Linked DNA regions of Mus musculus: region 1 is linked to region 2. A link is a contact called in public Hi-C data. All regions are on one chromosome and are shown on one strand. The core of a region is the stretch at or near the end of the contact, and the rest is flanking DNA. Distances in the headings are between cores, read along the strand shown.

Region 1 (4,156 bases), core at 247-2,746, 760 kb before region 2:
AGCATTGTAATTATTGAACATTTATTTGGTTTCTAATCCTTCCTTTCACTTGTAAATTATAACCATAGGACCTAGTTTTTTGTGTATTTGAAGGAATATCCAATATTCTCATTTTCCTCTGGATGAGAAATGATTTATCCATTCAACGAAAGTTTTACATTTACTAAAGAAACATTTGTTTGCAAGATCTTCGTTTCTCTCCATTGGGCCAATGTATGAAGTTATTGATACAGTTCTCTCTCACCACAAGGTGGCAGTATGTGAACCGATAGAGTCGGCTTGACAGAAAACTATGATGCGCTTTCTCCCTTGGTGTTGTCAACAATTTTCTAATAACAGCTTACACCTTTCTTTGCCTTAGAGTCCCAGTATTCTCTCCCAAGACAGTCGTTTCTGTAAAAATCTACTTTTGTATGGAACAATACTGACTTTGCTCTGCCACTAAACTCGAAGGAGAGTTGTAGTCTGCTCTGTTGGCCGGGAGGGTGTGAGAGCAGGAGTCTTACCTGTCCGGTCCTCTGTAGGTTTGCAAAGTGAACATCTGGTATGAAGAGCACAGGCTGTGAGTGCAGGTCGGGCATGGTTTTGAAGTACGTGATGTCACTCTTCTTCTGTAACGGTATGGCGGCCATCTTCCCATCAGAGGCTGGATGCAAACACAAAGCCCACGCACGAACGGGGTTACGCACGCGTGAGAACTCTCAGCTACCGGCCTCATCTTAGCCAAAATCCATGATTCTCCCTCAAAGCTTTCTCAGCACCCTAGACGTGATTATGCTTTAAAAGTCCTTCCTCAGGCCCAAGCAAACAAAAAATACATGGGATCCTAGGAGAATCCATTCAACGTGGACTGAAGCTTCCTCCACTTCCTGCTGACCTGTGTGGACCCTGGAGACTTCTGTTTGTGCTCCATGTGGAGGTTCCCCTGCCCCTGAACGAGAGCATGCACCTTAGGCATCTGCACCTTCCCCTACAGCCTGCTTCTTTCTATCTGTCTTCTCGAAGGACCCTGCTGGCTGCAGTCCCCCCACTTAGCACAGTATGGGGGAGGGGGTGACTCACAGTTGTTGCACTGGGCTTGAGAGGCCTGGCCCTTCCCTTTCTTCCTGTTCTGCTTTCTCTCTTCATCCCGGATTTTTCTTTCTGCTCCCTGATCGGGAAAACAAAGAGAGACCAACCAAGGTATATTCTCAGAGGATGCAAACACAAAGCCCACGCACGAACGGGGTTACGCACGCGTGAGAACTCTCAGCTACCGGCCTCATCTTAGCCAAAATCCATGAATCCAAGAATATTGTCACACGCTCTCGCGTGAACACACACACACAACATATGCACACACACAACATATGCACACACACATTGAGGCACACACACATACATGCATCTACATGAGCATGCCCACAAACACACATGTACACGCTCACATGCCATGAAGGTGGGAAGTAGAACGAGGGAAGCCTCGGCTTCCTCCCTCCCTGCAGCGCAGTGAGAACACACACAGATCTGTGTGCAGCGCTTTGACCTTGGAGCGATGTTAACTCACCCAGATCACCTCCTCTTCCTGTCTCTGCCTATTTCATGAACTTGATTTTTAAATCCATGAGGAAAGAACAGGCTGAGTTCTCTAACTCAGTGTCTCCTGCTGAATAACTATTAATAGTTATTATCAGTGCTATTAATAGAATGACCTTTTCCTGTGCAAGTTTTCCTCTGCATATGGTTATGAACTTAAAGAAAAAAATCACCACAGGAAGAAAGGGCATTCCTCTTTAAGTGGTGCTCACACAAAGATGAGGGATTGCTCAGCACATGAAAGTATTGATATTCTCCTATGTGCCTACCACACAGAAGACACATGCATCGACTTCTGTTCTTTGTAAATTGACTTTTTTCCTAAGAATTATTTATTTATTGTATGTAAGTACACTATAGCTGTCTTCAGACACACCAGAAGAGGGCAGCAGATCTCATTACAGATGGTTGTGAGCCACCGTGTGGTTGCTGGGATTTGAACTCAGGACCTCTGGAAGAGCAGTAGTGCTCTTAACCACTGGGCTATCTATCCAGCCCATAAACTGACTTTTTAATATAGTTCCATAAAGTTATAATCCTGCTTCAATTACTGATCAGCTGTCTGGGCACTTGCACCATTCGCTGCTCATCTTTCTTTTGGGCCATTTGTTAACTTATTTTCCTCTGTCTCCCAGTCAGAGACATCCCATCCCAGCAGATTCCTCTTGCTTTCTCTCTTGGCTTCAGGAGAATTACCCACAATGCCTAGACAGGTGACATTCATGGGACAAGCTTCTTCCCTAGGTCTTGGTCCATGTTAGCAATCCCTTTCCCTGCAGTAGCTACTCAGGGAACAGTGATGCATAAAGCAACCTTCAGAAATGGCCTGACACTGTCAGAGAAAACACATTTGGCAAAATAAAATGCATTCCTCTCTGGGCAAGAAAGGAAAAGAAAGGAAAAAGGGAAAAGAAGAAAGGAAGTCAAAAGGCAAAGTCAAAATTGCTGAACATATTTCAAGCATTTGACACATAAAGTGTCAAATTCCAACTATATAAAAAAGATTTGAATCTATTCAAACACATGGATAAATATGAGCTGGTTTGCACTAAGGATATACGAATGGTTTGGTTTGAATTAAAAAGAATGAGATATACTTTTGTTCACATTGACTCTTATAGGACAGTCCCAGTTTTGACCAAGGCTAGGACTCAGTGTGGACTTGTCATCAACAGAAGCACCGTGACTTTTGAAGGGGTTCCATGTTTCACCCAGATGAGACACAGGCAATTACAGCACACCTGATACACACAGCCACCAGGGGGCGGGAGCTATTATTACTATCACTATTACATGAAAACCTGAGTGCCACTGATGCTTACAGGTCATGGAAATTCACAGCAAGGACAACATGCAGAAATACAGATACATCTGCTGTATAATACTCATCAAAATATCCGAAAATTTTGTAGAGCCTTTGCATTTGAACAAAGAGAAATGCTAAATGCTCCAGCAACGCCTCACTCAACACTGGGAAACGAACGGCAGTATTGCTTACTAGGTGCATATGGGGCACTTAGCAGAGTGCTGGAAGCTCTGTGTGATTCAGTAATTCACATAAGTGTGGGACTTCATTGTCTACCCACAAAGTATAGCTCACTCAAGACACATCCTAAGGTTACACAAATTCCTTTTTATCTTTTATTTTTGTATAGTCAACTTTTGTTTTGTTTTTAAGTGTTAGTGTTGTGTAAAAATATAGACTCATCAGACTGACTACTGCCGTCGTTTGTTTGTTCTTTTGTTTGTTTGTTGAACAACTTTACACAGCTAAAGTCACTGAGAGATGCTCATCTGAGGAAATGCCCGTGGAGCATCCTCTTGATTGATGTGAAGGGTCCCAGCCTGCTGGGGTTGGTGTCACCGTGGACAGGTGGTCCTGGGTGTATCCCAGGCTGAGCAAGCCAGGGGAAGTAAGTCAGGACACAGTGGTCCTCCATGGCCAATGCTTCCACTCCTGCCTCCAGGTTCCTGCCTTGAGCTCCTGCCCTGACGTCACTCTGTGGCGGACTATGACCTGAAAGAATAAAATGAAGTAAACCCCATCTCATAAGCTGCTTTTGGTCATGGGCTTCGCCACAGTGACAGAGAGCTAACTCAGACAGATGGGGAGGCAATCTGAATGAGAAATGCTCAGGGAGAAAGTCCATCACCAGGTGGGCTTGAAGGGTTCCAGCCTCCTCCAATCCCAGTTTTCTCTCTCTGCGTTGTGTCTGCATCTCTCTCATCTTCCTGCTCCTACTTTCACGCTGCCGTGCTTCACCAGCATGCAAACCTCTGGACTCATAAGCCAGAATAAACTCTCTTGTCCATAAGTTGTTGTGTTCGTGATGTTTTATCACAGTGAATACACATGGATACATCCAAGAATTTTTACTCTTTTTTTTTGTACTTTTTTATTTGTACTATTTCTGAGAATAGCCTAGAGCCTATGTCATCCTCCTCTTCTGTCAAACACCAAACAATGGACGATACGGTCATAGGGAAGACCCATAAGACCCAGGGTCCAGGCTTGGGAAACCACAGAGGAATTGCCAGTGGTCTTTGGGACCGAGGTTGTAGTAGAAGCTGTGGGGCTTGT
Region 2 (4,568 bases), core at 1,596-4,095:
TTTAATGGGGCTCATTGCCCTGTGATATGTCTTGATGGATAATATGGGTGATAGCTACTGATACTTTACAAGTATCTCTGTCCCCTGACTTTATTTGGTGGCAGCCCTTGTATCTTCTTGGCCCACTGGCAAATTGCTGGTAACCACAGCCAGTGCTGGGCAAGGAGAGCATCAGAGTCAAGGAGAAAGTCCCTGACCAGGTGTCCCTGCTATGCAGCCACCCTTCTGTTATACTGTAGGGCTGCAGGAAGTTCTGTCTCCTCTACAGTTTTCAATGCCAGGCAGCCATGTAGTGTGACCTCCCAGGTTGTCACCAAGACACAATTGAAATAAACTATGATACCAAACTTGACAGTGCCATTGAACACCAACTCCTCAGTAGAGCAGGGCCTCTCAAGCAGGGACAGACTCTTCTCCAGGAGCTGACGGCCAGATCTCTGTTGGGCTTGGGCCAGGGACCTGTTCTGCAGGAAGTGTGACAACCCCTGACTCTAAGTGCCATCTGCTTAACCCTGTGTTTCACCAGCTTAGCAAAGAGCACAGCAGTTTTCACCAGCTTAGCAAAGAGCACAGCAGCTGTTTCCTGCTGTGCACCTCAGTGGGGTCAGTCCCCAAGGCTCTCCTGATCCACCATGGTTTTGTGGATGCATTTTTTACTTGTCTGAGATTGCCTCTGCTTCTTGACTACTTGAATTCTTATTTTTATTTTTAGAACAGAAAAACAAACCAACCCAACCCAAAATCCCTTGAAGCAAACAAGCAGTCATGGTGTTTACAGCAGTCACCCTTGTTCACATGCTCTCTGAGATAAGAGCCTGCAGCCAGCATGGCCCCTCGATAAGTCCACATGAATTGGCCATACAGAACACAACATTGTGTTGTCTCAGACAAACATCCGGGTAACTTGGCCACCTTTACTGGTTTGAATGCAGTCAGTTTGCCTGAGTACCCAGGGGATCTTGAAAGACCAGTTCTTGCCATATTCATTTCCTCTTTCCCTAAGCATTGGACTTTAGAACACTAACACGTTTGCCAAAGGCTTCTAGAAATATCTAAGATATACAAAGAATTCTTCTTCAGATCCAGAACATCAGGGTGAAGCCCTTAAGGAATGCCAGGAGAGCCTGCATGTTTGTATCTTTGTGCTTCTTCAAAATGGAAATGGAGTGCTGCATACCGTCCCACTTGCCAGCCTGCCTCTTGCCAGCTGGGCTGGCACTGTTGGCATCAATCCCTCTACCTTTTCAACTCTGTTACCTGAGGCCAAGCTGTGACACTGTAGACTGTCTTGGAGCCTGGGCTGAGGATCCTGATCATGCCTGTGCACTTGTATGTCCACCACAGTGACCTTGACAGTGGCACACCTCACTTTCGTGTCTTGGCATCTTGCCTGATGGCACTCAAGTTTTGGTAAATGAAGTCTCGTTGGTTTCCTTAGAGGCTAAAGGCTACCTAAGGAGGACAGGGAGTGTTCATAACTTGTGGTGCTAAAGTCAGAAAGGGGTCGGAGGCAGCGAGAGAACAAACAGGTGCAAAGATTTGAGCGTGAACCCTACTCTACTGCTCACCCCACTCAGCCCTTCTTAGTGTTTTCCACTGTAAAGCAATGATAACAACTCCTGTGGGTTATCGGGAAGATTTGTGCAGATAAGATACATAAGCTGTCCAGTAGACAGGTAATCAACAGATTGAACTAAATGTTGTTATATGCCCTGGACAGTACTATGAGGGCTACCTGGGAGATCTTTTGCCTAAAATCACACTCTCTCTTCTCCTTGGAAGCTGTACTTGAATAACCAACATCAGGAATTGGTGTTAGAATGTATGCTGTGATTTCTAGAAGACCCATGTTAAAGGGCAACCTCACCACTTGCAAGTGGAGCCACTACAGCAAGCCTTTATCAAGAACTAGTCCAATCAGAATGGGCCTGGTGGCACAGGGCTGCCATCCTAGCTACTCAGGAGACAGGCACAAGGGTCACAAGTCAAAGGTCTGCTGGGACAGCCTATTGAGCCCCATGTCAAAATAAGTAAAATTTAAAGAGAGAGCTATAGATGATAGATAGGTAGGTGATAGCTAGATAGAATACACAGACACACACACACTTTATATAGGTAGACAGACAGATATATATATCGATCTCAGATGTAAAGTGTTCACTGTACATACATGAGGACTGAGTTTGGATCCCAGCACTAGCGTGAGAGTCTGGGTGTGTGTAATCCCCTCCCTGGGAGAGCTGAAGTGGAAGGATCACTGGGGGCTTCCTGGTCAGCTATTCTAGCCATTCAGTCAGCTCCAGACCCAGTGAAAGACCCTCTTCTTTGTAGAATAAAGTACTGGTCCTACACACACACACACACACACACACACACACACACACACCCCACATATACATGGATACACATACAAGCACACACACAGTCTACAGATATGCTCAGTGGTACAGCATTTGCCTAGACCCTGGGCTCAATCCTCAAAATTGAAAGAAAAACATCAGTTTAATTGATCAGCAAAGACTGAACTTGGAGAACAGGGCACTGCTGTACTTGTGATAAGTACTTTTTGTGCCCACTTGATCGTGGACTGCCTAAGTTCTTGATGGCTCCCCCTGATTGTATCTTTCTCTTGGAAGTATTTGGGCAATTAGCAAAGACATTGCACACAAAGGACAACTGCCTGGGCAAGAGGGAGTCAGAGTGGAGGCTTGTCTGTCTGTTAGCCAGTCCCACCGTGGGAGGGAGAACGGGAACTTCTTTCCCTCAGGAGCATGAGTGCTGCAAAGCCTGGCAGCAGTGTGAACGCGGAGCCTTCTGCAGTAGTCCACAGGGGGGCGCCATGTGCCAATCTTAATCTGTAAGATTCTGTCAAGAGGCGGAAGTTCACAAGCAACTGCTATGCAGAGACCAGTGTTGGTGCGGCTGCTTGCTGCCGAGGGAGCCCTGGCTGGCTTTCTGGCCCTTGCTCTCTCCGGATCTGAAAGTGAGGATCAGCCATCCAGTCTGAGGACTACACAATTCAGCGGCATCGCGAACTCCCAGGAAGTGCTGACATCCATCCACTCCTCAGGGCCTGCCCCTTGGAGGACCCGGTCAGAAGATCTGGCGTCGAACAGGACAGGATGGAGCAGCGAGGGGTCTGATGGCTTATTTTTTAATTCCTCTGGTGACAGTTTTATTGGGCTGTTATTTACATATGTTGTAACTCACCCATTTAAAGTGTACTGTTCAGGGGCTGGAGAGATGGCTCAGCGGTTAAGAGCACTGACTGCTCTTTCAGAGGTCCTGAGTTCAATTTGCAGCCACCACACGGTGCCTCACAACCATCTGTAGTGAGATCTGATGCCCTCTTCTGGTGTGTTTGAAGAGTGGCAATGTACTCACGCACACAATAAACAAACAAATAAATCTTTAAAAAAATTTGTACAGTTCAACGAGCTTGCTGAACACACGCATGGTTATGCAACCACCACCCTAACCATCCCTCAAAAAACTCAAAAAACCCTCTGTCTGTGATCTCACTTCCCAAAACCCCACTCCCAGGCAACACAGTTTTTACTTCTGAGTCTACAGAGTCACCTACTCTGGAGATTGATATAAATCAAGTGATGAGTTTAGTGCCTTTGCTTCTGGCTTGTCTCCCTGTTTGCAAGCTTTATCCCTGAGGCTCATGCAGCGGTGCTCATGCCAGTGTCTTAAGCAATAGAATTCTATTTCACTGTGTGAAATCCATAAACAAAATCCACATTTTGTTTATTGGGTCCTTATTTAATGATTTTTTTCTGTGTTCTAATTTATTATGAAGGATGTTGTTAGGACTATTCTCTTGAGAATAGTCATTTATTCTTTTTATTTATTCTTATATGTGGGGTATGGTGGTCAGGGAATAGCTCTGCAGAGCTGTTTTTTCCTTCCACCTTTCTGGGGGTTCCAGGGATTGAACTCTCATCACCAGATTTGTATAACAAGTCTTGCTACTCACTGAGTGAGCTCACCAACCCTTTTATATATGTGTTCTTGTAGGGACAAGATTGATTTATTTATTGTGTGTGTATGTGGTGTGCCTGTGTGTGCCTATGTGTGTGCACCTGTATGTGTATGTGTAGTATATGTAATTGTTAGTGTGGATATGTGTCGATGGGTGTGCAAGTATATGTATATACATGTGTGTGCGTGTGCGTGTGTATAAACCAAAGGTTGCCACCCCTCATCTTTTCCTGATCATCTTTATTTTTGGAGACAGTCTCTGGAGCTCACTGCTTCTGCTACTCTGGCTGGTGTGAGCTTTAGAGATTGCCTCTCTCTGCACCCACAGTGCTGGGGTGACAGGAATATGTCACCATGCCCTGCTTTCATGTGGGCTCCGGGGATCAGAACCCAGAGCCTCAGGTCTGCAAGGCAGACACACTTTCGTGACTGAGTGATTGCCCCAGTGCAGAGAGATTTTACCTTAAAGTGTTCTCCTGAATGAGTGGCAATGTAGGGAGAGTTTCTGGTTGTCCCTTCTGGAGGACAGAAGCTGCTGGTGGCAATTAGCTTGACTCTGGGGAAGCCACTAAATGTCATTA

The links. Hi-C and Micro-C count contacts between places; a contact is called where the count stands out from the background.
Region 1: a contact with region 2 is called in a Hi-C map of the G1E-ER4 cell line, with 6 times the contacts expected there. The contact joins two enhancer-like sites. A contact is called at or near these places in 1 of 484 Hi-C or Micro-C datasets (the G1E-ER4 cell line) and 1 of 9 other capture datasets (embryonic stem cells).

The regions. Positions count from the first base shown.
Region 1 is chr15:37,332,696-37,336,851 of GRCm38.p6, reverse strand. It overlaps Grhl2 (grainyhead like transcription factor 2), which reads right to left. Exons shown (of 16, transcript NM_026496.4): 10 at 1,063-1,150; 11 at 507-646. Among named protein-coding and RNA genes, the nearest start is that of 4930447A16Rik, 91 kb to the left of the region's middle. Within about 2 kb of position 1,496, at least 3 of the 459 cell types and tissues checked have an H3K27ac peak or open chromatin away from gene starts, as enhancers often do. A contact at or near this core is called in the G1E-ER4 cell line, where this site is marked.
Region 2 is chr15:36,577,013-36,581,580 of GRCm38.p6, reverse strand. No RefSeq gene overlaps it. Among named protein-coding and RNA genes, the nearest start is that of Snx31, 24 kb to the right of the region's middle. Within about 2 kb of position 2,845, at least 121 of the 459 cell types and tissues checked have an H3K27ac peak or open chromatin away from gene starts, as enhancers often do. A contact at or near this core is called in the G1E-ER4 cell line, where this site is marked.